Linked DNA regions of Sus scrofa: region 2 is linked to region 1. Evidence: chromatin contacts called from public HiChIP or PLAC-seq data. All regions are on one chromosome and are shown on one strand. Each heading gives the region's core, a stretch centred on a gene start, on an enhancer-like site or on the middle of the called end of the contact. The rest is flanking DNA. Distances are from core to core; before and after follow the strand shown.

Region 1 (6,675 bases), core at 2,015-4,514:
TAAGTGCCTCAAGTATATTAATACATTTAATCCTCACAAAAAACTAAGAAGCAAGTGTATCTTAATAACACTGTCCCTTTAATAATATTTTACAGGTAAAAAAACTGAGTCACCACGGCAAAGATCATACAAAGGAGTGCCAGAGATGAGATGCAAATCCAGGCAGTCTATTTTCAAAACAAAGGGATGGAAGAGATGAAAAGAGAAGCCCTAACAAAATAACAAAGCAGCACCTTGTGCCAGGCACAGTTCCAAGGGCTTCAGGTACATTAATTCTTTAAATCTTCACAGCAACCCTGAGTAACATAAGCAGCAGACACTATTATCATCCCCATTCAGAGATGAGGAAAAAGACACAGAGAGGCTAAGGGACTTACCTAAATTCCCACAGCCAGTAATCAGCTGAGTCAGGATTCAAATAAAGGTCTGTATTACCGCTAAAGCCTGTGCCCCCCCCCACCCCATCACCTTGCTCCACTGCCTCCCCCTGCTGTGAAAACCTCGTACTAAAGGCATCTCCCATTAGGTTCCTTCAAAAGGAAAGTATCTAACATGGGGGCACCATACGCCTGATCAGTGACTCCTCCCTCTTCAAGAGTCTCAAATTACTGCCTTGAAACTTCCCAGCCAGGCCCTCTCACACATGGCTGGGAGAAGAGGGCAATTTGTCACCTTCCATCAAAATTACAAACACACAAGCCCTCTGACCAAGCAGTTCCATTCCTAGGTATTTATCCTACAGATAAGACTTCCGGCTACACCTGAGGCATATGGAAGTTCCCAAGGCCAGGGATGGAATCCAAGCTGAAGCTACAATCTATGCCACAGCCTCAGCAACACCAGATCCTTAACCCACTGCACCCAGCCAGGGATAGAACCTGCACCACCACAGAGACAACGCTGGGTCTTTAACCTGCTGTGCCACAGTGGGAACTCCCAGACAGACTCTTACATGTTCAAAATAACCTACCTCTAATGATATTTGATGCAGCAGTACTTCTACCAGCAAAGAAATGGAAAAAATCTAAATGTCATCAACAAGGGACTAGCTAAGTAAGTCACAGTACATCCACACAATGGAATAAGATGCAACTGTTAGGAAGTAAGGCTGAATCTTGTCTCACATGACAAAAGCAAGGAAGCAAAGTGCTATACTAGATACAGTAGGCAACCCACAAATCTGTGTAAGAAAGAAAGTAGAATACTCAGGTACGTGTTTATAAATGCAGACAGTATCTCTGGAATGCATAAAAAACAGTGAGTGCCTCCCAGGAAGGAACCTAGGTGACTCAAAGTACAGAAGATGGAGACACACTTTCCACCACGTATTCTTAATGGACCCCACACCTCCAGCCCGACTGCCTCACTCCAGCCATACCAGATTTCTTTGTACTGATCTTCACTGGCTGCTAAGCTTTTTTTTTTTTTTTTTTTTTTTTGTCTTTTTGTCTTTTTTTTGTTGTTGTTGTTGTTGTTGTTGCTGCTATTTCTTGGGCCGCTCCCGCGGCATATGGAGATTCCCAGGCTAGGGGTTGAATCAGAGCTGTAGCCACCGGCCTACGCCAGAGCCACAGCAACGCGGGATCCGAGCCGCGTCTGCAACCTACACCACAGCTCACGGCAACGCCGGATCGTTAACCCACTGAGCAAGGGCAGGGACCGAACCCGCAACCTCATGGTTCCTAGTCGGATTCGTTAACCACTGCGCCACGACGGGAACTCCTGGCTGCTAAGCTTTTACACATGCTGTTCTCTCTAGGTATATCGTCTCTCAACTGACCTGGCCAATTTCTATGCTACTTTTAGGTCCCTGCTTCCTCCTGGAAGCCTTTCCTGGCCACTACTCCCAAAGTCTAGGGATCCTCCTCTGGGCTCCCGAAACCTCTTTCTAACTTTCTATCACAAGACTCATCACACTTAGCTATTAATTACTACCTAACCCTGGGAGCTGGGAGGTCCCAGAGAGCAGAGAACAAATCTCATTCATTTCTACATTCTTCATATCTCCCATTCTAGAACATGACAGGTGTTTTACACGTAAAATGACATGTGGCCTGTTACTTCTCCAACCTAATCACTTGCCATATGTGGCACCAGCACTTCGGGCAGGAACAATGCCAACCTACTTTCAAGTGACAGAGAACAGCACACTTCTACTGTGAGCTATAAAGTCAACTCTTTCTGCCCTTTAACTTGTGTGACCTTGGGCAAGTCAAATTCATGTCTCTGGGCCTCCAATTCCACCTCTATAAAATAAGGATAAAAATACCTCTCAGAGGTGGTGAGACATAAAGGCATAACTTAATTGCACATCTGCAGCCCATGCCCCCTTTAAGGGTGGGCAAAGAGCATTGTGGTTAAGACCCTAAAATCAGAGTCTGACCCATCTTTGGCCTGGCCAGGTATCTTTGAACACCTGGAAGCTTCTTAAGTTCTGGGAGCTTCCACTTCCTCATGTGTAAAATGAGAAAAATAGTATCTATTATAGAACCTATCTCCGTGTCTGTTGTGAGGATCAAATGTGGTAACATAAATAAAATGCTCGCCTAGCACAACGTAGGGGCCTCTGTGGGGCCCAACATAAATCGGCAGTCGACAAAAACGATGAGACAACAGCCTTGTCTCAATATAAATAAGCAATAAAGCAGCCTATACATCTTACTGGGTGACTACAATGTGTCAGAAGCGGTATTGAGCGCTTCACGTGGATTATCCTATTTAATCCTCACACAACCAGGAGGCAGGTTCTATCACCGCCACTTCACAGGTGACAAAGCTAAGGCTGGAGGGGAAGAGGGGTGACTTGGCCAAGATCACAAATGAGTAAGCAAGGGGCTAGGGTGCGAATTACAACAGTCTGATTCCAGAGAACGCGCCATAACCACTGCTCTATCCTCCCCTTGAACACCGCGCATTCCTGGGGCCCCCCTGCCCCTCCAGCTCCATACGCGGCCCGTGGGCCTGGGCACAGGCCACTTTCTCCCGGGGCACCGCTCACCTCCCGCAGTCAGAGTGACTGGCGTCTAACGGCTGAAGAACCTCTCAGCTGCCCCAGATCCCGGTTCAGCAGTCTGCGACTGCGCACGCTCACGCGCAACTTCCGTTCCTCCGCGATTTCGGTCCGGGATGTTCCGGCGGAAGTGCGTTACTGTGCCCTCCGGGTGGGTCCAAGCTCCCGGCCTGGAAGTCCCTGCGCTGAACCGTTTGATAACTTCTATCCGGCGTGCAGCAACGACGCGCTTGAAATGTGGTGAATGCAAATTAAATGTGTTCTAAATATAAAATACACACCGGATGTCTAAGAAGGAATGCAGCCTGTCTCGTCAATAATTTTATATTGATTATGTACTGAGATAATATTTGGAATTTGGAAGGCTAAATATATTATTTTAGTTTCACCTATGGAGTTCTCTTGTGGCGCACAGATTTAGGATCCCGCCTTGTCACTGCAGCGGCTTGGGTTGGTGCTGTGGCACAGGTTCCATCCCTGGCCTGGAAAATTCCACATGCCGTGGTTGCAGGGGGAAAAAAAAAGAAAAAAAATAGTTTCACCTGTTTCTTTTTACTATTTTAATGTGACTGCTGCTTTTCAGGGCTGCACCTGCAGCATATGGAAGTTCCCAGACTAGGGGTTGAATCAGAGCTGCTGCTGCGGGCCACAGCCACAGCTACAGCCACAGCCACACAGAATCCAAACTGCATCTGTGGCCTATACCACAGCTAATGGCAACACCAGATTCTTAACCCACTGAGCCAGGCCAGGGATCTAACCCAAGTCCTCATGGATACTAGTCCAGTTCATTACTGCTGAGCCACTACAGGAACTCCGACTACTGGGAAATTTTTAATTATGTGGCTCATTTTCTATTTCTATTGCATACTGCTGTGTTATGGGTTAAAGCATGAACTCCCCCTGGAGTTACAGACCCCTACTTCCCCTGCCTACCAGGTACATCCCCTTGAGTGCCTATCGACCATCTCTAACTTAATACAAAACTCTAATTTCTCACACACATCCTCATGCAAAACCTGTGCCTGCCCAGTCTTGCCCATCTCAATAAATGACCCAAACATCCTCCCAGTTGCAGTAGAGGAACCTGAGTCATTTTTGTTCCCTCTCCCTCAGCCTCTGCACTCAGTCTATCTGCAAGTTCTGTCAACTCTATTTCTAAAATATCTCAAATCTGGAGTTCCCATCATGGCTCAGTGGTTAACAAACCCGACTAGCATCCATGAGGATGAAGGTTCAATCCCGTGCCTCTCTCAGTGGGTTAAGGATCCGGCATTGCCGTAAGCTGTGGTGTAGGTCACAGATATGGCTCGGATCCCATGTTGCCGTGGCTGTGGTGTAGGCTAGCAGCTATAGCTCCGATTCGACCCCTAGCCTGAGAACCTCCATATGCCATAGGTGCAGCCCTAAAAAGACAAAAACATAAAAATAAAATATCTCAAATCTTTCCACTTCCCATTCTTCCCCTTCTGCAACTCCAGCCCAGGCCACCATCATCTCCTCACAAACAGTTGCAATAAGGGAGTTCCCACTGTGGCTCAACTGGTTAAGAACTCTACAGAGTATCCATGAGGATGTGCTTCAATCCCTGACTCTGCTCAGTGGATTAAGGATCCCGTGCTGCCACAAGATGTAGCAGAGCAGCCCAGATCCAGCATTGCTGTGGTTGTGGCATGGGCCAGCAGCAGATTGGGCCCCTAGTCTGGGAACTTCTATAAGCTGCAGGTGCAGCCATAAAAAGAAGAAACAAAGAAACAATTGGAATGACCTGCTGGCTCCTTACTTCCCCCTTAATCTAGTCTTCTACAGACTATTGCCCACACAGTACCTGAGAGAGTTTATTTGGTTTTTTGTTTTATTAGATCATATCACTCTTGGTGAAAACTCCCTGTGGCTTGCCATTACCTTTGCAACAAAATCCAAATGCCCTACTGTGTCCTAGAACCTGCACAATCTGGTTACTGTTTACTTTTACTTCTCCAACCTACTTATTTCCTTACTACTTACTTCTCCTAGCATGTTCCCTCCAGAACTACACTTCAACTACATAATTTTATTTTGCTCCTTTATTACCCCAAGCATATGTTTATCTCAGAGCCTTTGTATTTAACTATTCTCTTTCTGGAATATTCCCCAAAATTGTTTCAAGGATGATTCCTAATCCTCCAAGTCTCAACTTAAGTATCAACTCTTCACAGAAGCCTTCTCTGACCACCTCATATAAACTGTTCCCATCACTATCACAGCACTTTTTTCACAATATTCGTCACTATTCAAAATGATGGCAGCATTTACTTGCCATTGACTATGCCGTAGACTTTTAGCTCCCTAAGAGCAGGGATACATTCTGTTTTGTCCACTGAAATATTTCCAGGATCTAGCACAACATCTGATCCATCGAAGGGTTTAATAAATGCTTGTTGAACAAACAAATGATTGCTTCATGTCTTAGTTTGGGTTCCCCAAAAGCAGACCTTAAAAAAAAAAAAATGAGTGCAGGCAGGTGATCTTAGGAGACACAGATGAGGTAGTCAAGGAATGAGACAGGGAAGAGGAGACAAACACTAAAGAGTGTGTTATCAAGCCAGTTACTGCAGCAGGCATGGGCCGGGGGGCTCTAGGAAACAGTGCAAAACACATACCTCAGATTTATTACACCCAAAGGGAAAGGAAGCTGAAGTACTTATATACTGGCAGACATGATGGGGCTATACTCCTACCTGTGCTAATTCCTCAGCACTTCTGCTCTGCCTATACAGGGAAGGCTGTGGTTTGGGAGAAAGCCTTCTACCAATAAGGTGCAGACACTGGCCCCAGGACTCTGAATTTCTCAGGTTCTGGTGTCCTGACAATCCCTGCTACCACTGACCTCTTTGACACCTTATTAGAACACTGAGGTTATTATTGGCCCATTTTACATGTGAAAAAACTGAAAATATAAAAAGGTCATCATGTGCTGAAGCTGCCACAACTAGTGCATGGCAGAACTGGATCCACCTAGAGGCCAGTCTGATCTCAAAGCCCTAATCTTACCACTGACTGACCAATCAAACTGGCTGGGTTCACATCAAGGCTCTGACGCTTACCATGATAGCCATGGCCGAGTTAGTCAACCCTGCTGACTTCCAGTTTCTTTACATGTAAAATGGATGCTGCATGAAAAATACACTGCATTGAAGGTAGGAGTGTGGGGAGACAAATCAGCAGAACACTTGGGAGGTAGTGGCAGTTGACCAGAGATTGTGGAGTCCTGGACCAGTGTGGTTTCTTGGGGCAGTTGCTGTGGCCACTGAGATTGGGGTTGTTTTTATCCACAGCATTATTGCAGCAGGTGTTTAGCATGTTCCTTTGAATGGACATCAACTTCAGGTCTCCTCCTGAGAGAAACCTCCCTTCACCCCCAGAGCAGGTCAGGTCCCCACTGGCCTCTCCAGTACCTCTATGCATCTATCCAATCAGAGCCACCCATTTGACTGTGAGAGCTTCTGTGCACGGGGACCTGACAGTCCTGCTCCTAGCAAATCAACGCCTGACCCCAAGGATTAGCACAGAGTAGGCATGCACTAGACTATCTTGAATGAACAGTGAATCGACAGATGAATGAGCAGACTGAGGTGGGCAAAGCTGGAATATCTCTGCTTACCTGCATTTTCCCCAGGTTTCTA
Region 2 (6,675 bases), core at 2,963-5,462, 35 kb after region 1:
TTTTCCCCTGGGTTCCTCACTGGGTGGCAGATCCTGCCATGGCCCTTTTATCCTATTCCCACAACACAGCAAGGCAGAAGTTACCTCCCTGCCCTCTAGATGAGGAAACCAAGGCTCAGGGAAATGGCACAACTTGTCCAAGGCCACAGAACTGGGAGTATGAGAGAAGAAATGAAATCCAGGTCTGTCTTGACTGGGGCCAGCTCTCCCTCTGCCCCACCCCGCTGTCTCAAGGCAGGTCTCCAAGTCCTGTTTCTATTCTCAACCCTACACACCTTCCATGCCCTACTGCTTGCGGCCTGGGGGAGGTAAGGAAGAACCAGACTCCCCTGGGGTCCCCAGTCCTTACCCTCCAGCACCACCTCTTTGCCTGTCTTCTTCAGGACTTGCACTGCCTCATCATGGGTGGCAGAGGAAAGGTCTTCCCCATTCACTGACAGGATGGCATCCCCCACGAAGAGGGCCTCCGTCTGGTCAGCTGCCAGGCCCTTGAAGATCTTGGAGATGAGAATAGGCATCTTGTTCTCTCGGCCGCCTGCATAGGCACAAAAGAGGAAGAAACTGAAGGAAACACTCCAAGACTTGGGTGCCACATTAAGGCAAAATTATGTCTGAAGGCCTCCCTCTGTGCCCAGCCCAGTGCTGGGAAAGGGGAGGTGGGGGGCAAAGAGATTCTCAGAAGTCTTAGATATTTGAGACACTAATAATACTTATAAGTCATTTTCTAGCCCTTTTTTTTTTCTTTTCTTTCCTTTTTTTTTTTTTTTTTTTTTTTTTGACCACGCCTGTGGCACGTGGAAGTTCCCAAGCCAGGGATCAAACCTGTGCCACAGCAGCAACCCAAGCCACAACATTGACAATGTTGGATCCTTAACCTGCTGGGCTACCAGGGAACTACAAGTCATTTTCTAAACTTACCATGTTATAATGGATCTTTTGGTTAAATGCTTTGGGTGTTCACCAGTATTTGAGTAACTTACAAGGTGCTTCAATAGCTTTTTCTTAAATATTTTGGATTTTAAGCAATCTTTCCACAATGGGAGAACCCATTGAGAGCCTCTAATTGAAAATGAAGGAGTTCCTGTTGTGGCTCGGCAGGTTAAGAACCCGACTAGTATCCATGAGGATTCGGGTTCAATCCCTGGCCTCACTCAGGGGGTTAAGGATATGGTGTTGCCGCAAGCTGCAGCATAGGTTACAGATGTGGCTCAGATCCCACGTGCCTGTGGCTGTGGTATAGGCCAGCAGCTATGGCTCTGATTCATCCCCTAGCCCCAGAACTTCCATATGCTGCAGGTGCAGCCCTAAAAAGAAAAAGAAAAAAGAAAGAAAAAGAAAATGAAGATAGATGTCAGCTATTGCTATGGTCACAAAGGATCTCTTCAGCAACTAGAAAGCTTTACAACCTGGGACCCATGCTAGAAACCAAGGTCTTAAAGTCTTGAGATTTCAAAAGTCTATTTGAATTACAGTCTGATGGGGGGGGAGGGAAGCTAATACATTTACCACAGTGCTTCATTGCTAAACTCCTGAATGCCCTTTTAAAATAAGAAACAGTAAAGACAGTTCACATCAGTTCCACATACCAAGTGCCAAGCACCACGCTAAACGCTTTCAATCTTGTCTCACTGCATCTTCACGACACCCCAACCACACAGGCATGCTCAGATCCCTATCAGGACAACTGAAGTGTGGAGAGAAGCCCCTTGGACAAGGTTACCCAGCTGGTTAGTGGCAAAACAAATATCTAAATCTGGGTCTCCTGGCTCCAGAACCAACACTCAACTCCACGGTCAGGCCCTCAGATACCACACTACTGGTTTATCCTCAAAGATAAGGAATTAGTGGCCCAGAGAAGGGAGGTCATAATTCCAAGGTCACACAACAAATTGGTGGCAGAAGTAGCATTGGAATGCCTCTCCTGACGCCCCACAAAGACCCAACAGTTTGCTCTTTGCACTGCAAAGAGCCTGAGGCCTAGAAAAGGAAGAGATTTCTATTTATATCTGCCCTCTTCACCTGAAACTACCCTTTCAAAGGGTCACCTCAAACTTCAGTTCAGTTTGGATCCATAATCATTCCTGGATGCCTTGGGCTGGGCTGGTCCCTAGAGGAAAGGTCAACATGGCAACAGGAGCTCAGTCTCCATACATGAAGAATTGAATGGGGCTGGTATTCCCCTGACACCTCCTAAAAATACCTTTACCCTCACCTGGAACAATGAAGCTGGGGAGTATTTTATGTGACCTTAGAAAGTTCCCCTCCTCTCCAAGATTCAGTTTGTCCATTTGCAAAATGGATCTCTATATGAACTCTTAAGTTCCTTCCTCCTTTTGAGTGTACAATTTCTGGATTGACCTGTTGCCCTATCCTTTGCTAAAGTTTTGAGGGCAAAACTGGCGCTCCCTCCCTGGCTCTCCCTTTTCACCCTTTTAGATGCCTTTGGTTGGCTGCACGGAAGTTTGTCCTTCTATGGGGAAGAAGTGACTTCTCTGGACACTCTCTAGTGGCCTGAAAATTGAGGTTCAAATCCCAGCTCTGCCACTTACCAGCTATGTGATCCTGGGAAAACCATTTGACTTTTCTGAGTCTCAGTTTCTTCACCGGCTAAATGAGGATTATGCTTCCTATCTTTTAGTACTTGTAGCCAGGTTAGAGTAGATTGTGAGCCTAGAGTACTGGGCACAGCACTTGACACACAGTGGTAGCCAAGTCACCCCTCACCTAGGCCAAAGGGTCTGGAAGCACCAGGAACAGAGCCAATATCAGGGTAAGAGAAATGTGCACACCCAGGGCTAACTCTTTCCCAAGGCTAACACCCTTTCCCAAGTCAGATAACACTGCTTTGGCTGGGAGCTAGGAGCCTTAGAAGTAAGTGGTTTGGAATGGTGAACCCAGCAGCTGGAGTGTGCAGGGTTTTTTAGCACTATGGTTAGTTACTTGGGATGTCTTTCCTGGCCTCCATTTTTCCTCTCATCTAACAGCAATAATTAACCAGGCACCTACTATGTGTTGGCAGGGTGGGTACTTTGGACTCTTTTTTTTTTCTTTTTAGGGCCACACCTGAGGCATATGTAAGTTCCCAGGCTAGGCTAGGGATCCAATCCCAGCTGCAGCTGCAGTACTAGGGGCTGAGAGCCAGTCTCAATCATGTGCAAGGTGCAAATGGTCAGATCAGGAAACTCAAACCCAGCTTTTAGGACTCTTCACCTAGGTACACAGCCTCAGGTTTCTAGGTCCTTTTTTTCTCTCTATCTGGGAGCTCAGTCCAGCTGGTGCCTCCATGTAGTTTGCAATCCTCCTCACCGGCCATGCTTCCTACTCCAGGCCTTACTAGCCCTCCCTCCCACTTTGGTTGTATCTTGAAGACTCCCCCATCCATGGCCTAGCAGCCCCCCAGGCCTCAAACCCCTTTCTCCATCCTTTGCTCTCCTGGGGCTCCTCTTATCCCTGATGGCCGTGCAACCCCTGAGAGGCAACCAGTCTTAGATCTCTTCGCCTCCGCACGGAACTCCCCACCCACGTGTCCTCGGTGGGCCCCTCAACGCCCTCCACATATCTGCCTTCTAACTAAGACTTCCGATTCTCAAAACCCTCTCCGACCTTGATGCTCCTTGTTTCCTGGGTTCCCTCTGTCCTCTCGGACGCCCTTACCCCCAAGACCGAAGTCCTCCAACTCCACGTCCTCGGTACGCCGCCAGCCCCTGCGACCCCGGCGCCCTCATCTGTCCCACAGACACCACAACCAGCGCCCTCGGTGCCCCGGCGCCCACCTTTGATGCTGATACCCAGCCCGCCGGCATCGGCCTTGTGCACCGTCACGAAGCGCGTCTGGGGCAGTTGCGCCTCAGGCAGCTGCGGGGACGCGGCGCCTGGTTCGGTGGCACCGTTGAGCTGCGCGGGCACCGGCTCCCGCTGGGCGACGGGTTCCGGGCCGGGTTCGCCGTCGGCGGGGCTCACGGTCAGCGTGTCCTCAGCTAGACTGAGCAGCACCCGCTGCCACCGCTCTCCGCCGGCCCCCGAGCCCGCTCCGGCGCGCAGTTCCAGCAGCCCTGTGCGCGGGGCGCGCCTGCCTGACGCCATCTTCGCCTCCGAGCCCCCAGGCCGCCGCGTTCGCCCTGTCCCGCAGTGCCCGGCAGGCTCTGACCCAGCGCCCAGGGCAGAGGGCAGCGGGGGCCCCACTGGGCCTGCCGCCACCCTCCACCTGGGGGTGGAGCCTAGGGGCGGGGCTATGTGTGGGTGTGGCTAACGGCGGGGGCGTGGCCACAGACAAGCTTCAGGAGAGACAGGGAGGGCGGGGTCCAGGAGCCGAAGGATGTAGTGTGGGACTTCATGGGGGTGGGGTCATAAGGGCGTCTGGGCGGGACCACGAGTTACAGCGAGAAGCTTCTGAAACGGGGGCGGTGGGGCAATTAGGGGCGTGGCTTCATCCTGTGGAAGAGACTTCGCTGGGCGTGGCAGTCCGGGGCCAGGACCGTCGCTCACCTACGTGACAGCACAGGAAAAAGAACCATGGACACTGCTGCGAGACTTTGGTTGTTGAGGTGGGACTGCATATGGCGGAGAGCCGGACTCCAGAGACAGGGCTTGAGTTTAAGTAGTAGACACCAAGCCGCGAGGGACTTCGCAGGCTGGCAGCTAAAGAAGGTTTGAGGGAGCCTGTTTCCCAGGGTGGGGCCAGAGCTAATATCTGTGGGCGTGGCTTAGTGTGGGGCGTGGTGACTAACGCTAACAGGCCCCTCCCACTGGGATGAGCACGTTGCAGGCTGTTTAGGGTTTGGGGAAAGAGTGGGTACTGCCCTCACTTGGAAATTGGAAAGGTGTTTGAGATTAAGCCCTTGTTCTTGGAGTTCACGTCGTGGCTCAGTGGTTTCCGAATCCGACTAGGAACCATGAGGTTGTGGGTTCCATCCCTGGCCTCGCTCAGTGGGTGAGCTGTGGTGTAGGTCGCAGACATGGCTTGGATCTGGCGTTGCTGTGGCTGCGGTGTAGGCCGGCAGCTACAGCTCCGATTTGACCCCTAGCCTGGGAACCTCCATATGCCGCGGGTGCGGCCCTAAAAAGACCAAAAAAAAAAAAAAAAAAAAGACAAAATAAAACTAAAGATTAAGCCGTTGTTCTGTTCACAGTCAAATACGGAGAAGCCTTAAGTCCCACACTGAGAGACCTGGAGGGAGAAGAACCCCTGTGAGGAAAGAGGGCTGGAAGGTGGGGCTCTCTGGGTCTGGGTCTCTGGAGACCTGGCTTACAATACTGCTCAGACACTGTGTTAGCCCCATATCGACCCTGGTCCAGGTACTTTCAGTTCTCTAGGCCTCAATTTCCTCATCTGTGAGATGGGGGTCATAATAACCCCTGCCTCACAGGGGACTGTGTCAGGATTAAATCAATGGGGAAAAGTAAACTGTGAATCTTATGCAATCAATATAATCACCTTTATTTATTGAATGCCTACATTGAATGCTTACTATTGGCCAGGCCCAGATCTAAGCATCTGCATGTATCTTCTTGACTTTACAGTAACCTCATGGAGTAGCTACAGTTGAGAACACTCTCATTAAACAGAAGTGAAAACTTAGATTTAGAAAGTTTAATTGGCTCAGGTCACACATTTGTGAGTAGCGCAGGGCTGGAATTCAAATCTAGGACTGTTTGACATGTGTGTCTGGGCACTGATCCACTATGCTAGGCAGTTGCCAAACACACAAGTGAGGTGTGATGGTTACCAGAAAAAACCCACGACATTGCACTCCTCAACCAGCCCTCATATCTGCCCCTTTTCTCCATCTTCCAACGTGTTGGGCAATAAATAGTTAGGGCCACATTGTATGTAGATTCCCTGCACCTTCAGGTAAAATTCTACACATAAGATACCATCAAGGGGAGTTCCCATCATGGCTCAGTGGAAACAGATCTGACTAGTATCCATGAGGACTCAGGTTCCATCCCTGGGCTCGCTCAGGGGGTTAAGGATCCAGGGTTGCCGTGAGCTGTGATGTAGGTCTCAGACATGGCTTGGATCATGCTTTGCTGAGGCTGTGGTGTAGGCCAGCAGCTGTAGCTCCAATTCGACCCCTAGCCTGGGAACCACCGTGTGATGAGGTGCAGACCTAAAAAATACAAAAAAAAAAAAAAAAAGACACCATCAAGGGAAAAAAATAATTCATACGAAAACAGGTTCATATACAAATTGACCACAGCAAACTCATGTTTGCAAGTAACTAGACCAAGATAAGTATCCAGTAATAGAGGAATGCCTCTATACCACTGAAAACCCACTGAAGCCACATGCATAATACGATGTATTATATGCACATGTACACATGAAAAAAATAGGTGCCAGGAGTTCCTGCTGTGGTGCAACAGGATCGGTGGCGTCTCTGCAGTGCTGGGATACAGGTTTGATCCCCAACCCAGCATAGTGGGTTAAGGATCCAGTGCTGCCGCAGCTGTGGCGTAGGTTGCAACTGTGGCTTGGATCTGATCCCTGCCCTGGGAACTCCATATGCAGTGGAGCGGCCAAAAAAGGGTGAAAAAAATAGATGATGCCGTTTGTTCAGTTTGCTATATATTGGACCATGAGCTGGCTGATTAATATACATTGTCATTTAAACCTCACATAAATCCTACACGGTCTGTACATTATCCCCATTTTATAGATGAGGAAATTGAGAC

The links. HiChIP or PLAC-seq counts read pairs in DNA pulled down with a chosen protein or histone mark.
Region 2: a contact with region 1 is called in an H3K27ac HiChIP or PLAC-seq map of skeletal muscle. The contact joins the promoter of SNTA1 here to the promoter of CDK5RAP1 in region 1. A contact is called at or near these places in 4 of 47 Hi-C or Micro-C datasets (embryonic fibroblasts, heart right ventricle and skeletal muscle) and 1 of 2 datasets of contacts at active chromatin or transcription factors (skeletal muscle).

What each region holds. Positions count from the first base shown.
Region 1 is chr17:36,908,080-36,914,754 of Sscrofa11.1, forward strand. It overlaps CDK5RAP1 (CDK5 regulatory subunit-associated protein 1), which reads right to left and starts at 3,265. Exons shown (of 13, transcript XM_013985267.2): 1 at 2,999-3,265.
Region 2 is chr17:36,942,020-36,948,694 of Sscrofa11.1, forward strand. It overlaps SNTA1 (alpha-1-syntrophin), which reads right to left and starts at 4,213. Exons shown (of 8, transcript XM_003359945.5): 1 at 3,774-4,213; 2 at 350-535. The coding sequence starts at 4,083.